Linked DNA regions of Mus musculus: region 2 is linked to region 1. Evidence: chromatin contacts called from public Hi-C data. All regions are on one chromosome and are shown on one strand. The core of a region is the stretch at or near the end of the contact, and the rest is flanking DNA. Distances in the headings are between cores, read along the strand shown.

Region 1 (4,744 bases), core at 1,318-3,817:
GAGTGTGTAGATGGGTTAATAGCTAAGAAATTAATTGGAGGGGGCCTAGTGTGTCACCAGATGCTAGCTTCTCAGGCCTCACCTGGTTGGCGCTTTCACTGACCCATGGGATGATGGATGCCCATCAAAGCTTTGTAATAGGGATGATAGTAGAAAGAGATCCTTATCTGGGTGGCGTGCAGCACGCAAGAGTGATGAAATTGACATTCTTACAGTGGGATTATTCCTAATACCAGGTTTCTATGTGCAAGCAAAGGTGTCACCATTAATGTCAGCATAGAACACAGGGGCGAGTTCTTAGGAAATGCTTTCTCAGTACCAAGCATTGGTTTTTCATGTTGCTAAAAAAGTTATAAACATGCCATATGTGACTCTGGTGCTTTGCAGCTGGAAAATTTTCCATGTTTTTCAGTCAGGCCAAATAGAGACAGAGAGGCTAAGTAACTTGCACAAGGTCACACAGGTAGAAAATACAAGTTCCACACTGGTGCTGAGAGCTACAACATCACCATGCAAGTTTTATTAAATTGTTAATGTACCTTTCTCTTCTACCAAAGTACGAAACGGTCGCATAGAGAGAGGCAGGTGTGTATAATAATTGTGAGCTTTGGTTGTATCAGATCAGACCACTTGGTTCCATTTTCTGACTATGTGACTTTATCCAGTCACTGAACTTCTCTGTGCTGCACTGCTCATTATTGTCTTAGGGGGTTAAGAGAATTATGGGGATGGCATATATACAGCGTCTCCTGACCTGCAGTAAGTGCTTGTGTTTGCTGCTATTATTAATCTATTTGAGAATTAGTATTGCAGATGTGGAATCCCTAAGTGGATGAAGGAGCCAACAGCACAAGCATTACCTCTTCCAGTTCTGTGGGCCGGAATGATCTCACCTGTTAGAGCAAGAGCCATAGTCATCATTGTGATTTGGTTTGATTTAAGTGTTCACTGCCTGTCCGCCTCATTGCCCTGGCAGGGGAAAACTTGAGTCATGCTCCTGTGTTGTCAGATAGTACAGATAGTACGGGACAGAGATGCGGAGAGATCTGCAAACTGTAGATACGGGCTGCTTGTTTTAAGGCAGGATAGCCAAGCAATCAAGGAACTAGTCACTAGACATGACTGGGTCAAGGGTCATAAAGTTGCTGTCATTGAGTCAGGAGATGAGGTCACATGGATCTCTGGTGTAGGTTGACCAGGCGTGGTATGGCTTAGCTTTTCCAGGCCTTGGTTTCCTAATAAGTTATGGGGACCAGGGTTGAATCAGAGCATTGCTGTGGCGTCTGCCTCTCACATTCTGGACTCTGCCTTCCAGTGCATGGGGTCCAGAGCAAGTTCTTGTAAATATGAAGAGTTTAACATGGAAGGATATTTTCACCAATGGCTAAAGTGTTGAGAAGCCTTGAGTTGGGAGTTAGGGTTTGGCTCAGTAATAGAACACTTGAATTTGTATGAGTTCCAGTGCAAACACCACACACACACACACACACACACACACACACACACACGCACAAATTAAAGGAACTTGAGCATAATAATGCTCAAACAATGTCTACCAACTCAGATCATTCAATTTCAATTAAACTGAAATGAGAACCCAGCCAACTGCAGGGCTCCTGTGAGTTAGGAGACACACAAAAAGCAGTTAAGGGCTTTTTTAAAGGGGCAAGCTGTTAGGTTTAGCATTGCCATGGCTGGCTGACAACTTTGCAAAGAATTAGAACATAACACTAATCTCCCTTCCATGACTCAGAAGAGCCTTCGAAAAGCTACAGAATCTTAAGATCTTGATCACGAGTGTGGAGTAGTTTTATAGCAAAAGAAATAGCATCCTGGCTGTCTGTATTGTTTGGTAGTTGAGGTTCAAATTCAGTAGTGCGTGCTGGCTATGTTAAGCCATGCAGGAACTTGTTGATCACATACTCTTCAGCCCCATATTTTACAGATGGAGCCATTGAGCAACAGAGAAATGAAGTGGGTTGCCTAGAATCCCACGCTCATTAGCAGCTTATGTAGGAAGGAAATCCCGGCCCCTGACTCCTGGTCAGCTTTCTCATTAGTTTATGCATAACTCAGAAAGTTGGGCATGAGGTTAGGATGACCTGATGAATGTGGTGGCCAATTTGAACGTGGAATTGAAGAAATTATGAGAATTTAAGAGTCTGGATGTATCACTGAAGGTTATGTGTGAGCCCATGAACTTGATCTCGCCTCTGAGGAAAGAAGGGAGTGGGGGTCTTAGTGATTTTCTCATTCATAGCAATTCAGTTCCTCCATACAAAATTCTCACCGTGATGAACGCTGGTCATAGTTAAATGGTTCTCATGACACATTGGCACACAGAGGCTAATAATATCATAAGGAGCTCTCTCTGTCTCCCTCCCATCTCCCCCTCTCTCCCTTCCTCTCTTCCCATCCTTCTCTTCTTCCTAATCATTAACATATATATTCTTTCTTTGTTGAGTCAAATTGCCAGAACTGACAACGAAACAAATCCTACACATCCCTCCCCTCTCAGCAGCCTTGGACCCACCCACAGCTGGGAGTTGGGCAGAGAGTCAAGAGCAAGTGTCGCTGAGCAGCCTGTGAAAGCAGCGCTTTCTTCCCAGACACATGCAAAGTATCGTTCCACCTGCCCCTCCCTCCTCTTCCTAGCCATAAATCTGTCTCCCTGAGATCTGCAGATTTTTTTTCCTATCTTCAATCTGCTGATAACTTGCCTGGGCCAAGGATCTCAGTGTTGGGTGGGAAGGAGTTGGTTTCCTCCGTCTTTTTGAAAGCCAGTCTTAATTCTGAGTGTGGATGGAAAGTGCCTGGGTAAGAAAACAGAATCTGGCATCGGATTGCCTGGATTCAGATCTCAGCTCTACTTGTTGCTCTCACCGTACAAGTGTGGGGTACTTCCCTGGGACGCATCAGGTCTCCTCCATCTTCTAACGTGCACTTCCATCTCAAATGTTATACGAGCATGCAGTTAAATGAACTGATGCTTCTGAAATGCTCTGAACAGCACTAAGTGCAGAGAAGTGCTTCATAAATGACTGTTTAGTCAATTAAATTATCTCCATCACCTCAGCGTTACCTCCAGGTACCTGCTCTGTTCCATTCCTCAACATAGGGGCTTTAGGGCCCTTGAAGGAAGTAGGCTCTTTTTTTCTCAGTTAGAATTCCAAAGCATATGCTATGTCCCAGCCCTTTTACACCGTTGAATTAAAAAAGAAATAGCTGAGGGATTTGACATGCAGCACCCGCAATGTAGCCAGCCTCTCTCTGGCTCAGTGAGCTGCCCACCTTCTCCATAGGCTAATGGAAGTGCAGTCAAGCTGATCGATTTACTGAGTGTCCTGGAGCAGGTAGCTTGCAGCGTCAGGGTCACTGTTGGTTAGCTGCCAAGTGCTCTCTGTAACCTGCCGCCCAGCTGTACACGTGCCGGGAGCCTCCTTGTGGGCTCCTGGTAAGGGGGTTTCCACGGTGCTGTGGCCTTGGTTGCTTCAAGGCTGAGCTGTGGGAGAGATTAATGGGAAGTGAGAAGAGAAACTGTTATTCTTACCCAGCAGTGTTGTTGGGAGTGTGTGACTCTTCTTGTATTTAGGGAAAAGATTACTCATGACGGTTTTCTTCCATCGAACATAAAGAACCTCAAATTACTGTTTGTGTCCCCCGCCCCCTTGTCACCCACCTCTCTGCTTTAGTTTGTCCTCGGTAGAAACGTCAGCATTTAACTTTCTAACTTTCGTTTCCCCTCTTAGGCAGGCTTCAGTTCTGTATTTACTTTGACACCTCAGCAAGCTGGCCCCATCCACTTACTTCCCTGCGTTACCCAGAAGCTCTCTGCTCAAGCCCTCTGGCCACTAGGTGCTTTCCTGTGGCCAGCCGGATTGGAACCTCTACCCATCCTTGATAGAATCATCCTCCCACTTACCCAGTAACATCTTAAATCACAATTTGGTATGCTGTTCTTGTCCAAGTGGACACTGTTGAGAGTAGGAAATAGCCGAAGGTCTTCCCAGGATAGCCTGCCACCATTCACACTCCACTAGGAACAGGCAGGCACTTTCTGTGTCCATAAACCATTTTGAATGGGCATTGCCAGTAACAACCCAAACATAGAACCTCAAATCCTTTAGTGGTCCAGTTCCCTTCTAAAGGTTATAAAGTGGTCACATACTACAGTCACTTGTTTGATTATGTATGAAAAAGACATTGCCATTAGATGTAAAACAGGAAAACACACTCAAATGCTTAGGGTTTGAATTGGCTTGGTTGGTTTTGGTTTCATGGAAGTGAGGTTGAACTTGGGACCTCACGTATGCTACCACTGAGCAATATCATCAGGCCTCATTTGACTTGAGATGGCATCTCACTAGGTTGCCAGGCTGGCCTGGAACTCACTACGTAGCCCAGGAGGCCCATGCATTACCTTGCATTATTGTCGAAGTAGCTGTGTTATCTACCTGGCCCAGCCAATTAACTGGCTGTGAGGAATCTTCCTTGGACTTAGAAGAAACTGACTTCGGCTCTTCAAAACCGTTTTCTGCACTAGAGCCTGTTAGAAGGCTCTGCAATCATGTTCACAGCCTGGCGTGGTCTCCCTGGGATCTGAGCCAATCGTTTCCCCCCTCTCAGCAGCCTATCCTGGTGATCATATAGTTCAAAAAGCAGTTTCTTCCAGAATTGAGCTGAAGAGCACATTTGAAAGACATGTACCACATATCCTCCAAAGTTCAAGTAGTTCACCTGCAGA
Region 2 (4,744 bases), core at 801-3,300, 170 kb after region 1:
CAGTCTTAAGCCATAACCATATGGGTGACGAATCAGCATGTGTCAAGAGAGAGGTAAGTGTGACACCAGAGATGTGAACTGTGGGCATGTGTCTTGTATGTGAATGTTAGGGAAAATGAGAATGAGTGTGTAAACATCTCAGCTCAACACTTATGAAGCATCAAATGTGTGCAAGGCTTACATAAAATAAGGATAAGGTATTTATACCTTCTGATAGATTCTGTCTCAACCTGTTTTTGATTTCTATAACAAAATACCTGAGATCCGGTAATTTATAAGAGATAGAAGTTGATTTGGTGCATGGCCACACAGACTGGGTAGTCAAAGAGAGTGACACCGTCTAGTAAGTAAGGATGCTTCGTAATATCAAATACCGTATCGGATGCTGAATGTGCGTAATGCATACCTACTGCCCTGCGACACCATAAAGACTGCCATGTGGTAAACATAGACACCATCTCTTCCTACAAAGTCACTAATCCCACTGTCAGGGTTCCAGTCCCCTAGGATGTCACCTACTCCTAATTAGCACTGAGGACTTACCTCAAAACCCCATCAGCATAAATCTGTGGGGTTTCAACACATAAACTTTTGGAGAGAGTTACACTGTACGCGTAAATTGTTAAAAGAATATGAAGAGACGGCGCTCAGCCTTGGAGGCCCAGGAAGCTACTACATAGGCCATGGCTTTTAGCCAGCCAAGCAAGAGCGAGGAGGGCACTGTGGGGGAAGAGCAAGATGTGACTCAGCAATGGCGATGTGTGTGCAGGCAACCAACGACAATCCAAGCATGGATATGGCTGGAGCGAGAGACAAAAACTGGTTCTTGAAAGACAAGCAACGGTGTGTACATAATCCTGACTGTAGTGGGTGCCTGGGCTCTTGCAGCCAAGCCTGTCTCTCTGAGAGTGGCTCCCAGGGTGGTTTTGAACAAGAACCCACCTCCAGGATAAATTCTCCCTTGTGTTCTCCAGTACCCGCTGGAGTCTGGTACACTGGGTACCCACTCAAACTGCTGTGCAGAACTACGGTGAATAAACAGCCTTAGCCAGAGTCCCACGCATGCTTAACTGCATGCCCCCCATACCGGATTTATCCTGTCACAAATTACTAAAACCCCTGAGAGGTGGACCATTGACTGCTAAGCGAAGGTATGGATGTCAATAACTGCAATCCAGTGAAAAAGAGGTGATAAGTCAAGTGTGTCCAAAATACTTCTAGAGACAGAAAAGGCAGCAATTAATGGCGAGGAGTGGGAGGGAGGCAAGTCTCTCAGGAGGGAATATTTGAACTAGATCTTGAAAGTTAAACCTGGGTTCCCAGTGAGATTTCAGATATAATAAATGTGAGAAAGGGGGCTGGGGCTGGAGTTGGTGGGATGTTTGACAGGCACCCACAAACCCTTGGGCTTCATCCCCAACACGGCATAAACTGGACACGGCGGTGCACACCTGTGAGCCATGTGCACTCAGAAGATGCAGGTGGGAGGGTCAATAGTTTAAAGTTCAAGACAATAGGCAATAAGCAAACAACAAATGGAAGAGTGCACGGACAGTACGAGTTAGAACTGTAATTTTCAGCCCAGGCTCACCTAACGGCCTTGTTTGCTTGTGACACGGTCTTTCCCTATATCGTCCAGACCAGGCTTATATTTACCATCCTGCTGCCTCCAGCTCCCGAGGACCGGAATTTCAGGTGTACCCACTAAGGGAGCTTCTAAGGCTACCAATGCCCAGACTACACTCTGAAACCATTAAACCAGGCTCTCCGGGAAGCCAGAGTCAGCTCGTATTCATCCCACTGCAATGCTAAGTCCGGAGGCACTGGTCTAGAAAGAACGCTGTACAGTACTCTCGGAGGACAGGCACTCCGCAGTGATTTGCGATCCTTGAATGAACAACAACCCCCCCCCCCCGGAGAAAAAGCTCAGCGAAGCCGCTACCATCAGCTCTTTCTGGCTGCAGATTCTCCCCCACCAGCTCTCTGCCCTGCGATCATCAAAGTTTGGTCTCCAGGCCAGCGGCATCCGCAGCAGAAACTTCGGGAGTCGGGCCCAGCCACTAATGCGTACCCAGGGCTGGCAACCTCAGCAGTCATCACTGCTGGGCATCCGGGTGCAGTGGTCCCTGGCTTACAATCAAAGTGGCAGAGAGCCAACACTCACTTGTTTCTTGTGGTACCAAGAAAGGGCTCTGGGGATGGAAGCGTGGGGTTTGGGTTTTCTCCTCCTCAGAGCAAATTTGCTAAATAGACCAGGAGATTCAGGATGCGGAGAAGCACGGATGTGCCTACACAAGTTTCCTTCAGAGGGATGGATAAGACTAGGTGTTCCAGAGCTCTCCCCAAAAGGAACTACCGGACATGGCCTTGTCTAATCCCTCCTTCGAAACCTCCAGGCTGTCCTGGAAGGGGAAAAAAAATTCAATAAATGAAACAAGTTTAGAAGGAAAAGGCTTCCTAAGTAAAAGTGGAAATCGCCATTCTCCCAAAGATGTAAAGTAGAAACAGGGTCCACACAAGTGACCTGCCAACCCTGGAGCCCAAGTCCTGGAGGAGTGTGAGCCTAGAATGCCAGCGCTTTCTTGTGCCAGACTCCTGATTCTCTCCACTTATTAGAGGATTATCTGCTACACAACTAGATAGCTAAAGTTCTTTGGGAGTTTCCCACTTACATTCATCTCTACTATTCTGCACAGACGTTCAGGACCTGTGGAGTTTTTAAACACACACACACACACACACACACACACACACACACACAAACACACACACACAAACACACACACACACCTGCTTTTGGTAAATAAAAAAATCCTCAAGGACTAGAAAATTGGACTCGACAGCGTGTGTGTAGCGCCACCTGGTGGCCACAATTGAACGGCACCGTTTCCTTCCTTGTCCTGTGTTTATGAAAGGCTCCAGACAGGTACAGATAGATTCTTTCTCCCGTGTGGTCTGTCTCCTGCGAACTCAGCCACTTTGAGATGGCGACTGGAAAAAAAAATCTCCTTTTCACAAAGAAAAATCCTTGTCTTTTCACAAGCACAAAGCACAAATATATAAGCAAGCCATAGTGCTTTGTTCAAATCAACAAGTATTTAACATCTTCTGAATCCAAGGTTCTGTAACTGACAAATGGCAGCACGAAAGAACTTTCTGCGCTGTAAGACACGATGGATGGTGCCCCTTCCCTCACCATGAGTCCTCGGGTCCTTAGGGTGCCCTTGACTATCATTCTGGGTTCCATAGCCATGAAACACAGTGGTGGTGAGCAGCTGCCGTGCCTGCCAGGACACACTGTTGCTGACTGAGCAGTCTGGAAAGTGAGTTCTGTCCTTGATGTCCACCGTGACCTTGGGTGGGTGGCTTTCTGGACCTTGGTGTTGCGGGCTTATTAACAATCCTGCTCTACTGTCCTCATAAATCCCACGTTTTCAAAATGTGTCACCTGTCAATATTCATCTCTAAAGCAGGAACTTTGTGAGTTCTGCTTCACAACCAAATTTACAAATGTCAGACAAGTCAGAAAGGCCAGTATCCAACAAAAACAGTCCTTCCTGAATTAAGATGAAATCATAAGAGTGTCAGATGAAGGAAGATGAAGAGAAGCTTTCTCCAGCAAGACATCCCTATAAGAATGGCCAAACTTAAGCTGGCCATGGTAGCGCACGCCTTTAATCCCAGCACTCGGGAGGCAGAGGCAGGCGGATTTCTGAGTTCAAGGCCAGCCTGGTCTACAAAGTGAGTTCCAGGACAGCCAGGGCTACACAGAGAAACCCTGTCTAAAAAAAAAGAATGGCCAAACTTCTTTATGGGAGAGGAAGACAGAAAACCTTGGAAGATTATGAAGCAAGAAAATTGGTATGGGGGCGGGGGGAGCAAAACTGAGAGTGGGTGGAGTGGAGGCGCCTTCTCTGCTTGAATTCCTAAAATGTGTTTAATAGTTGAAGTGATCAAGCCAGCTCAGTCAGCCAACAGGGTCTCAAGGGAGGGAGGGAGGGTTGAAAAGAAAAAGACAACTAGACAACACTATAGCAGGACTCCAGCCAGGGCTGAGGCTGAAGGGGGGTTATTTTTTTTTCTAGTCTGCTTCTATATCATTCTAGGTACATACAAAGAAAATGGCCAGTCCTGAGGCATAAACAAAGTAGTCAGGGAACAAACAAGGCATAAACAAAGGTCCCAAGGTTACTGTATTCAGGGCTCTAACAAGACCCATCAAGATACAAAGGATTCCTTAGCTGTAGTCACCTTGAGTGGACTTTCGTGTCCCAGCCCAATGTCAAAGTCCTGCCAAATTCCTAGAAGCAGCCCCAAAAGCCCTCCACAATCAAGGAAAAGTTGATAACACTGCCTGATGCCATTTCCAATGTGTGTAAAGGAATTATTTAATAATTACGCTATAAACACAGGAAGCCCTCTATACATCACTATAAATGGGGAAAAGCTTTCTATACATCATTCAAACTGGCAAACAATGACACCATATGATGTGGTAAGAGATATATAGATATAGATACAGATATACGTATACATGATATAGATTAGATGAATGATATAAATAGAGACAGAAATAGGTAAATACAGATGCATGATATAGAGATGATATAAATTAGATAAATGATATAGATAGAGATATATAGAGATAGATATAAATAGATAAATTATAAATATATGATATAGACATTAATGATATAGATATGTATAAGACCTAGAACATACACTAAAAGCCATAAGGAGATAA

Evidence for each region. Hi-C and Micro-C count contacts between places; a contact is called where the count stands out from the background.
Region 2: a Hi-C map of cerebral cortex shows a contact between it and region 1, with 4 times the contacts expected there. The contact joins two enhancer-like sites. A contact is called at or near these places in 1 of 39 promoter capture datasets (liver), 8 of 484 Hi-C or Micro-C datasets (the Ba/F3 cell line, the HL-1 cell line, Sertoli cells and 5 more), 1 of 115 datasets of contacts at active chromatin or transcription factors (CD8 T cells) and 4 of 9 other capture datasets (adipose tissue, liver, macrophages and 1 more).

Annotation. Positions count from the first base shown.
Region 1 is chr6:134,216,909-134,221,652 of GRCm38.p6, forward strand. All of the region lies in intron 2 of Etv6 (ets variant 6), which reads left to right. Gm38908 (a long non-coding RNA gene) reads right to left here. Exons shown (of 3, transcript XR_869493.3): 2 at 3,292-3,502; 3 at 1-2,813. Among named protein-coding and RNA genes, the nearest start is that of Gm38908, 3.6 kb to the right of the region's middle. Within about 2 kb of position 2,568, at least 30 of the 459 cell types and tissues checked have an H3K27ac peak or open chromatin away from gene starts, as enhancers often do. A contact at or near this core is called in cerebral cortex and cortical neurons, where this site is marked.
Region 2 is chr6:134,386,816-134,391,559 of GRCm38.p6, forward strand. The region is part of intron 3 of 4933406J09Rik (RIKEN cDNA 4933406J09 gene); the gene reads right to left. Among named protein-coding and RNA genes, the nearest start is that of Bcl2l14, 7.1 kb to the right of the region's middle. Within about 2 kb of position 2,051, at least 19 of the 459 cell types and tissues checked have an H3K27ac peak or open chromatin away from gene starts, as enhancers often do. A contact at or near this core is called in cerebral cortex and cortical neurons, where this site is marked.